Linked DNA regions of Mus musculus: region 2 is linked to region 1. The links are chromatin contacts, called in public Hi-C maps. All regions are on one chromosome and are shown on one strand. The core of a region is the stretch at or near the end of the contact, and the rest is flanking DNA. Distances in the headings are between cores, read along the strand shown.

What was found. Hi-C and Micro-C count contacts between places; a contact is called where the count stands out from the background.
Region 2: a Hi-C map of pre-B cells shows a contact between it and region 1, with 2.7 times the contacts expected there. The contact joins two enhancer-like sites. A contact is called at or near these places in 1 of 15 datasets of contacts at CTCF or cohesin (pro-B cells), 3 of 484 Hi-C or Micro-C datasets (the C10 cell line, the HPC-7 cell line and pre-B cells), 6 of 115 datasets of contacts at active chromatin or transcription factors (the 230-238 cell line, the HPC-7 cell line, T-cell acute lymphoblastic leukemia and 3 more) and 1 of 9 other capture datasets (embryonic stem cells).

What each region holds. Positions count from the first base shown.
Region 1 is chr15:72,863,514-72,868,059 of GRCm38.p6, forward strand. All of the region lies in intron 16 of Trappc9 (trafficking protein particle complex 9), which reads right to left. Among named protein-coding and RNA genes, the nearest start is that of Gm41343, 34 kb to the left of the region's middle. Within about 2 kb of position 2,173, at least 86 of the 459 cell types and tissues checked have an H3K27ac peak or open chromatin away from gene starts, as enhancers often do. A contact at or near this core is called in the HPC-7 cell line, pre-B cells and pro-B cells, where this site is marked.
Region 2 is chr15:72,985,565-72,990,110 of GRCm38.p6, forward strand. All of the region lies in intron 8 of Trappc9 (trafficking protein particle complex 9), which reads right to left. Among named protein-coding and RNA genes, the nearest start is that of Gm31665, 16 kb to the left of the region's middle. Within about 2 kb of position 1,802, at least 51 of the 459 cell types and tissues checked have an H3K27ac peak or open chromatin away from gene starts, as enhancers often do. A contact at or near this core is called in the HPC-7 cell line, pre-B cells and pro-B cells, where this site is marked.

The sequences.
Region 1 (4,546 bases), core at 923-3,422:
GGAGGCTAGGACCTCTTCAGAATTCCACCCAAGCCATTTGCTACAGAAAGGGAGGAAGCTAGAATTCTCGCTCTGTAAACACAACGGCTGCCAAATACAAGGCATGGAAAGGGATGGAAACTGCAAAGCAGGTACCTTATCCTCATTTTGAGAGAGCCTTCTAGAAGGTGCGCAGCACACCTAAACCTTCTGTGAGCTTTCTATAAGGAAAGGCAGCCCTGTGTGGTAAGATGATGAACTGCAGTGCAGTGTGGTACCTGCCTGCTGCATTGCCTCCATCCCTGCAAGCCTGAGGAAACAGGCCTGTAAACAGAAGCATGATGGCCCTGTTCCCAATGCCCCTGCCCTAAGTTTAAAGCTCAGGAGGCAGACAGGCAGAGACACACACCACCCTGAGTTTCTGAAACAAGAGCCACGGGGGAAAATGTTCCTAGGACTCCAAACACATGCCAGGCTGTGTGGTGGCTTTCTGAGTGTGGAGTGTTCACTGTGTCCCTTCGTGTGTGTCCAGTGCTCAGAGGAGCATCCTGGCTCTGTCAGGTGCAGCTCTTACTATCCCTGACTCATAGAGGAGGAAGCTGAGGAGCAGAGGTGCCGATGGCTTATCTCCTGGCTAATGGCTGACCAGCTGCACAGTGCAGGAACCTTGTATCTCAAGCAAAGCATGAACCTGAACAACTCTGTCCTCCCCTCAGAACTAAGCCAGAGCTTAGGCACTTTGCATATGCTACCTCTGCTTACACAGCAGCGAGGGAAATCCGATCTGGTCCTGACCCACAGAAGCTGTAGCGCAAAGAGATCACGTGGCTTGCCTTAGATGACAAGGCTAAAGAGCAGTAGGCAATCTGCTCTCGGGTCCTCACTGTCCGAAATGCAACATCATTCAGTGGGGCCATATATAGCCACACTAGACACAGCGATCTGAACCGGGCAAGGTTAAGCCTCAGAAGGACAGAGAGAGGAGGAGAGGAAGCACGAAGAAACACAGAAACAGTGCACACATCATGGGATAGGCTGCCATGATGGTCACAGCAACCACACACACAGAGCCTAGAAGGCCTTCCTGACATCTAAGCCTGGCATCCTCGAATCTGAGGTAAAGGCGTTGGGTGATGTGCCTTCTCTGGACTGAGCCACACCCCAATCCTATGCACACCACAAGGATAGCAGCTAGGCCACAACACCACCTATCTGCAGTGAGCTGCAACCTCTCTCGTTAGACACACACTTGTACCACACGGCGCTGTACTGGACCAGCAGGATCCAGAGGAAACACAACAGTGCAAATTTCCAGTTTCCTGTGTTAAGAAAAATCAAATGAACCCTGCAGAGACAGCCATGGCCCACTGCACCTCTCTATACATGCATCTGATCCCCAGTCACATGGCTCCTCTGGGCTCCCCAGGGGACCAGCTGCTCTGCTTCTGTGCTGTCCCAAGAACCCTGACAGAGGCTGGTAGTGAATCTTCACTGCTGTACTCCTTGCCAGAGTCTCAGTTCCTTAAAGATAGTCCCTAACTCACTTGATTTGCATTCCCAGAGCTAAGTCCAGTCCTTAATAGGTAGGCAGTCAATGAATATTTAATGAATGAGTAAGAATCAGAGGCTACATTGTAGTGCACTATCATTACAAAATAATTAAATGGGGAGGGTGTTTAATATAATGGAGTTCTGCAAGAGACAGCAATGGCACCCACAGTGCAGTATGACCATTTCATGCCACTTGGCTGCACACTTAAATGTGGTGATGGGTAAATCTGGTATTATGGGTATTGTAACCACAATGTCTCCAGAATTTTATCCAACTCTTAAAATATTTTTAGTTAACATACAAAATCATGGGTTTCACTATAACATCTTCACACAGAATCATCATGTCTTACTCAGATTTGCCTGAGTGTCTCCTTACAGCACAAAGGAGTGGCCTGTCTCACAGTGGCTGCCTTCCTAGCTTGGGCTGATGGCTCCACTCTCTTCCAGTGCCCACAGTGGAGAGGAAGCAGCCCCAGCTCGTGGGTGTCAGACCCTCTGGGTGTTGCTGCCTCTCTACCACCCTGCAGACTCTAAGCCTCATCGGATGCCATTTTAGCACCAAATCAAGCACCAAATGAGCGGTGGCTTTGCTGGGGGGGAAACGGCAGGAAGGATGTGGGCGGCAGGATGCGGGGACAGCAAATGCTTAAATGAAAGTCAACCCCAAGGGACTTGTCTGAGTCCTGAAAACCAGATGGGTCTGGCTATCTATACAGAATGCACCAAGCTTTGCCGTTAGTCATTATGGCCCCGCCTTCAATAAATCTCCTTTCAAGGATTGGAGAAGGGGGCACTCAGATTATAATTACCAATTCAGACCTCTCAGAATGGAGAAGGTTGGTGCAAAAACCTATTAACTCTGGGTCAAGAAGAAACAGGCAAAAAGAGAGCTGACTTGGAAATTACGGCAGGGTGGGGGTGGGGGTGAGTAAAAAAAGAGGACGTAGGATTAATTTTAGGATTAATTAACAAGTGCAAAGAAATTTTGAGAAACTAAAAATACCTTAACAAAAAGCAGAGCAGCTAACTTAAATTCTTAATGAACACAACAAATGGAGAAGTGAGGGAGGACGCACCCTTTAAATATCCCTCATCAAGGTCTGTGGCAGCACAGTTACCTCACATGCACATCTCAGGGCGCAGGGCTCGTGAGCCAGAGGCTCCAAGCAGCAGCGACGACGGGGACTCAGCCACACACTTCTAAAACTCCCCTCTCCTAACTTTCGAAACCAAACTTCAGTGAGTGGCTTTGCTTCGTGCTTAGCTTCTTCATCCCGGTGACCATTCAACACATAAAGCGTCTTTTGCCTATGAAACTTCTAGTAACCCGGTCAGGTCATAAAATACCACACTGGTAAATTCAGCAAACTCTTTACACGTTCCCCTCCCTAGATTGTGCTGTTTCTACGGACTGTCCTTTGCTTTCTGTAATGTCTTTTTCGTCTTTGGTCTCTCCCAAGCATCTTTGCAAGTCCTCCGATACAGGGGTCAGCAAAATTGCAGCAGTAGCCCCGTTTCCTGTTCCAGAGTCTCCTTTGAGTGGCTGCCTCAGTTTAGGGAAACTTCCCTTATCAAGGATAGCAGTTCTATGTCTACTTCTGGCTCACACTCATTTAGACAGCAGCCACTGCCCTCTAAGACCTGCCTGGGTAGCACGGCAGCTGCAGACAGCTGCAGAATGAGCACATCCACCATGCCCCGCCCTCCAGAGCCACCAGATGAAAACAGAATCTCCCCTGCCTTGGCCTAATGGTCCCTAAGACCTGTCAATCACATTGCCACAACCTTCTTCTGCCCCACTCCAAACCATTCCAAGCACAAAGTTCAAGTTCATGTCTTGTCTCAGCTTTCCCAACAGCAGGTTCCAGTCTCCTCCCTGCAGTCTGCTGTAAGTGCAACCGTAATTCTGGGGCGTGAAGACTACAAAGCCTCCGTCAGTCTGGCCCTGGTGGCAGCCTTCAGGTCACATTGTAAGTGTGAGTACAGTATGAACTGAGTGCTGGAAGTAGTCTCCAGTGCTTCAAGTCTGGGCATGAACGCTTCTACTATTCTCATCTGACGGATGAGGAAAGCAAAGTCTGGGGAGTGGAAAGAATTTCCTGAGTTAACGTGACCTTTGGTAACAGCTTCAGCATCCACAAAAGTGACCTGCCTGGAAACTGCGTTCTCTGCTCCCCTGATGCCCTTGTCGTCCACTGCCGTAGCCTCGTACCGCGTCTCCTGCTTCTCCTGGACCAGTGCTCACCACCACAGCATCTGACCAGACCACTCCCCTTCTGCAGCTTATCTTGTTTTGGTTGCTTCTCTGTGCAACCCCAGTGCCTGCAGCGTAGGCTCGCTCTTCCCTGGAAGTCTTGGTGGACACACCATGGGTCTCCATTGTGAAAGCCACCTTCACTCATGCATGCTGACTGGGGACCAGCGTGGTTAGAACAGAAACCTCAAGTGATGAGTCCCCATCTTGTTGTCTAGTAGACAAGATAGAGCACAGACCAGAATGAACCCCCGAGTGTGCTTCAGGCTAATGGCTCCATTCCTGAGGGGGCCAGCAGATACCCATAGCAAGGACAATGACCCCAGCTTTTAATTAGCACTTACAAGAAAGCTTCCTGCTGCAAACATATCCTTCCTCTCAGTCTGTGAGGTGAAAAATCAGAATGTCAATGTAAGAGTCTTTCCTCCTTGACGTATGAACTCCCTGGGATTATATCCCCAGTCATGGTACAGAGCTAGGAATAGAAAGGAAAAAAAAACAAAAACTGAAGAGAAGGGTTCACAGGAGGGACCTGTTCAAAATGAACCTGGGAGCAGGTGACCCAGGACCCTGGGAACAAGGAAGGAAGGAGGGACTAGGCCCATGCATAAAAGAAGGAAAGAAAGCCAGGTGGTCATCCAGGAGGCAGCAGGCTCAGTGATGTCAGACAGGTAGAAGGAAAAGAGATGTCTAATCGCCAAGTATCTGATGATTTATAATTTTCAATATTTTTTGCTGCTATTGAAGGTGAAGATGACA
Region 2 (4,546 bases), core at 552-3,051, 120 kb after region 1:
ACGAGGTTCAAACCGGACCTCTTAAAAGGGCTCACAAGAAAGAGATTCAATTGCAAACACTGAAAAAATAATCAACCTTAGAATAACCAAGAAAATGCAAATGAACAGTTAGGCGCCCAGTGCATGATGGATTAGGCTGCTGCCGACAGCACGCAATCAATCCTATCAGAAAGCAATTTGGCAACTCGTCCAAAGAGCAGACAAATGTTCAGAACTGACGACCTAAAAAGCCCTTGGTGGGTAAACCTAGCAAAAAAAGACAGAAATATGCCCACCATGGTGTCAGGTACAATAGTGAAACAAGATGCCCACCCCTCCTCCCAAAAGGCAAACAAGACCAAAGCCACAGCTTGGGGCTTGGGGCTTGGGGAATGGCTCAGCAGTGTGCTCGTGCAAACACAAGGACCTAAGCTCAGGGCTCTGAACTCCGGTGAAAAGCTGACGTGGTGGTGTGTACTTGCAGACTCAGCACTGGGGAGGTAGCAACAGAGGGATACCTGGGATTATCTGGCCAGCCCCTAATCCCAGTGAGAGACCCCATCTCAAAAAAATCCAAGATGAAACCTTTCCCCCCTGCAGGCTGTGTAGCACAGTACACTAAGACTGTGTGTGTTCAAAGAGCCTTCAATAACAGGGCCTGCCACTAAGTATCTTAGTACTCCTGGGCAAACACGGCACTCCTTCTAGAAAGATCACATGAGGAGTAAGTACAGCAAAGACAGGGAGGTTTAAAAGCAAATAAGGCTTAAAAGCATACACAGGGAGGAGAGTGGGGCGGGGGAAAGGGTGAGAGGGAACTGTGAGGCAGGACTCTCCACATGGCCTCTCTGAGATTTCCTTAGCCACCTGAAGAAAGAAGCCACACTAGCAAACACACCCCAGCACCCAGGCACAGGCGATGAGTGACAGCCATCAGTAAACACCACTGACCAGGTGTGTGTGGGGGGGGGGGGGGGGGGATGCGCACACTTGGACGTGTGTGTGCGCATGAGCATGACAGAAACAGAGAGCACTTCCTGTCCAGTGCACAGGCAGCTGTGAGGCTGTCAAGGCCTGCCTGCGCTCTGTGTTGTCTTGTAATTTGGGGACAGTCCCTGTCTCGGGAGAGAAGAAGGTCAACCCATCATCCTGACTAGGAAAGCGGAGAGATCAGTCCACTTAATGGTCCCTTGTCTACGCTTCGACAGCTAACAAGCACTAACTGCTTCGATGTCCTGTATAAACCACGGGGCACCTGAAGGGGATGACAAGGCTCCTGCCCTTGAGAAACACGATAGCCAGTGAAACGAAAACAGAACAGAGCTGCTTCTGAGGAGAAGGCACCAGTGACAAATACGAGACACATACTGGATGACGCCTGTTGCATTCATTAGGAAAAAAAAGGAAAATGGTCTCTCCCCCACCCCACCCCCATCTATTGGGAACAAGTGAAAGACCCTCAGTGGGGGGAGACAGAGCATGGAGAAATCCTGAGGTACAGGGCAGAGCCTGACCTGCTGTAGAAGGAAGCTCGAGACCCAGCAAGTGGCAGGTGAAGAGTCCTAGCTGCACAAGGGAAGGAAGCCACGGGAACACCACCTTGGGGCACATGACTATGCGGGACAAGGAGAGCAGGGTCCTGACCAAGCCAGGGGAAGGGGCAGGGCTACAGATTCTAGCCTGGAGCAGTCCTGTCTCTTTAGATTTGTTGGGTCAGGGGTTCATTCACAAATCTCACGGGAGTTGGGGGTGGTCACAGTCAGGCTAGAGAGTCAGGAGGATGGGGAGGGAGGGAAGGGGCAGGAAGGAAGAGACCCAGGCTGTGTCACCCCACTTAGAGACCTAAGCAGTCTGGAAGCTCACCCTATCTGTCACTGTCACAGAATCTCCCAGCAGTGAGCTATTCGCTGGGCAGCTTCCAGGTGCCCAGCTACTGACAGCTGCAAGAGAAGAACAAATGCAAACGTCTCTCAGCAGGAGGTCAGTGGAGCCGGCCACGTGCTGAGATGCTCCTGTGCAGCAGATCTAGGGGGTCTTCCCCAGCCTTCCTCACCACTCCTCCCATTATCCCAGTCCCCAACCCCTGCGGGCATTTCTCTAAGAACCCACCAGGCAAGCCAGCCAGAGAAGCAAGTAAGCTGATGAAGCATATAGGTGATCTCCACTCACCCTCCTCCCCTCCGTGTCCAATCCCCAGTGTCATCCCCAGCTCTGTAAACAGACTACTTGCTGTGGCCTCTCTACATACTCTGCCCCACCCCAAACCATTCACAGGGGACAGAGCAGATCTGGGTGGAATGAACGCCCTGCTTTCCTCCCTCCCGTGAACCCCCTTAACCACGCCTACATTATTCCCACTCCTAGGTGTCAGCTCCCAATACATAGACAAACTTTACACAGAACCTGCAGTGGCCACACTATCAGGATCCCAGGAGAACTCCCTACCAAACACACAGCCAGCACTCTCTCCTCAGAACAGAGAGGACAACAGAAAGCAGGGATCAAAACACCCACAAGACAAAGGCAAGGCCAGATAGGAGCACCTAGAATTACAGTCATTCCAATCCCAGATGCCTAGATGCCAGTGTAAAAGCACAATAACCGGACAGCATGTCTCCACGAGAGCCCAGCAACCCGACCACAGCGGGCCATGAATGCTGCAACACAGCTGAAGCACAAGGCAGAGACATTTAGTCTTTATGAGTATGATAGAAGTCCTAAAGAGAACGTGAATAAATAAAGGAAACCACCATAGCCTGGCAATGGTGGCGCACACCTTTAATCCCAGAATTTGGGAGGCAGAGACAGGTCGGTCTATGTGATTTCAAGGCCAGCCTAGTCTATAGAGTTCCAGGATAGCCAAAGCTATGCAGAGAAGCCCTGTCTCAAAAAGAAAGAAGGGGTGGGGGAAGGCAAGAAAAAGAAAGGAAGGAAGGAGGAAGGGAGGAAAGGAAGGAGAAAGGGAGAATGGAAGGAAGGAAAAGAAAAACAAAGAAAGAAAAACTGAGAAGAAATCCAGGTCAAAGGCACAGGAAGTATTTTCGACTAAATTACAGGAGAACATTTCCCCAGCCTAAAGAAAGACATGCCTGTCAAGGTGCAGGAAGCTTACAGAACACCAAATAGACTGGGCTGGAAAAGAAAGTCTCAACACACGATAGTCAAAACTCTAAATGTGCAAAACAAGAAAAACGATGGAAAGCTACAAATGGGGAAAGACCCTTTCTTAACGCAGACCTTAAGACTTACACCTGACTTCTGAAAAGTTGTCCTACAGACTCTGTGAGATCACGGGTGCTAACCCAGACTACTACACCCAGCAAATATATGGAGAAAATGAGACATCTCACGACAAAACCAAATTTAGGCAAGATCTATCTACAAATCCAACCCTACAGAAGGTGCCAGAAGGAAAATGCTAACCTAAAGAGTTATACACACACACACACACACACACACACACACACACCACTGCAGCCACAACAACACAATAACAGGAATCAACAGCAATCTTATTGATATCTCTCAATATCAATGGTTTCAATTCCCCAATAAAAAGACACAGACTAACAAAATGGATGGGAAAACAAGATCTATCTTTCTGCATCATCCAAGAAACACGCCTTTGATCAAGGACAGACATCACACCTCAGCATAAAAGGATGGAAAAAGATATTCCAAGCAAATAGACTGTCTCAGTTGGGGTTTTATTGTTTTGAATAGATACCATGACTATGTCAACTCTTTTTTTTTTTTAAGATTTATTTACTTACTTTATGTATATGAGTACACTGTAGCTATACAGACGGTTGTGACCTATCATGTGGTTGCTGGGAATTGAACTCAGGACCTCTGCTTACTCCAGCCCGCTCACTCCATCCCAACGATTTATTTATTATTATATGTACGCACACTGTAGCTGTTTTAGACACACCAGAAGAGGGCATCAGATCTCATTACGGATGGTTGTGAGCCAACATGTGATTGCTGAAATGTGAACTCAGGACCTTCAGAAGAGCAGTCAGTGCTCTTAACCACTGAGCCATCTCACCAGCCCAACTATGTCAACTCTTTTTTTTATTATTATTAGATATTTTCTTTATATACATTTCAAATTTCAAATGCCATCCCAAAAGTTCCCTAACCCTCCCCCCGCCCTGCTCCCCTACCCACCCACTCCTGATTCTTGGCCCTGGCATTCCCCTGTACTGGGGCATATAAAGTTTGCAATACCAAGGGGCCTCTCTTCCCAGTGATGGCCGACTAGGCCATCTTCTGCTACATATGCAGCTAGAGGCACGAGCTCTGGGGGTTCTGGTTAGTTCATATTGTTGTTCCACCTATAGGGTTGCAGACCCCTTCAGCTCCTTGGGTCTATGTCAACTCTTATAAAGGAAAGTATTTAACTGGGCTTTGCTTACAGTCCAGAGGTTTAGTTCATTATTGTCATGACGGGAAGCATGGTGGCACACAGGCAGACACGGTGCTGGAGTGGTAGGTTAAAGTTCCAAAGGCAGCAGAAAGAAAGAGTAACACTGGGTGCCACTGGCTTGAGCTCAAACCTCAT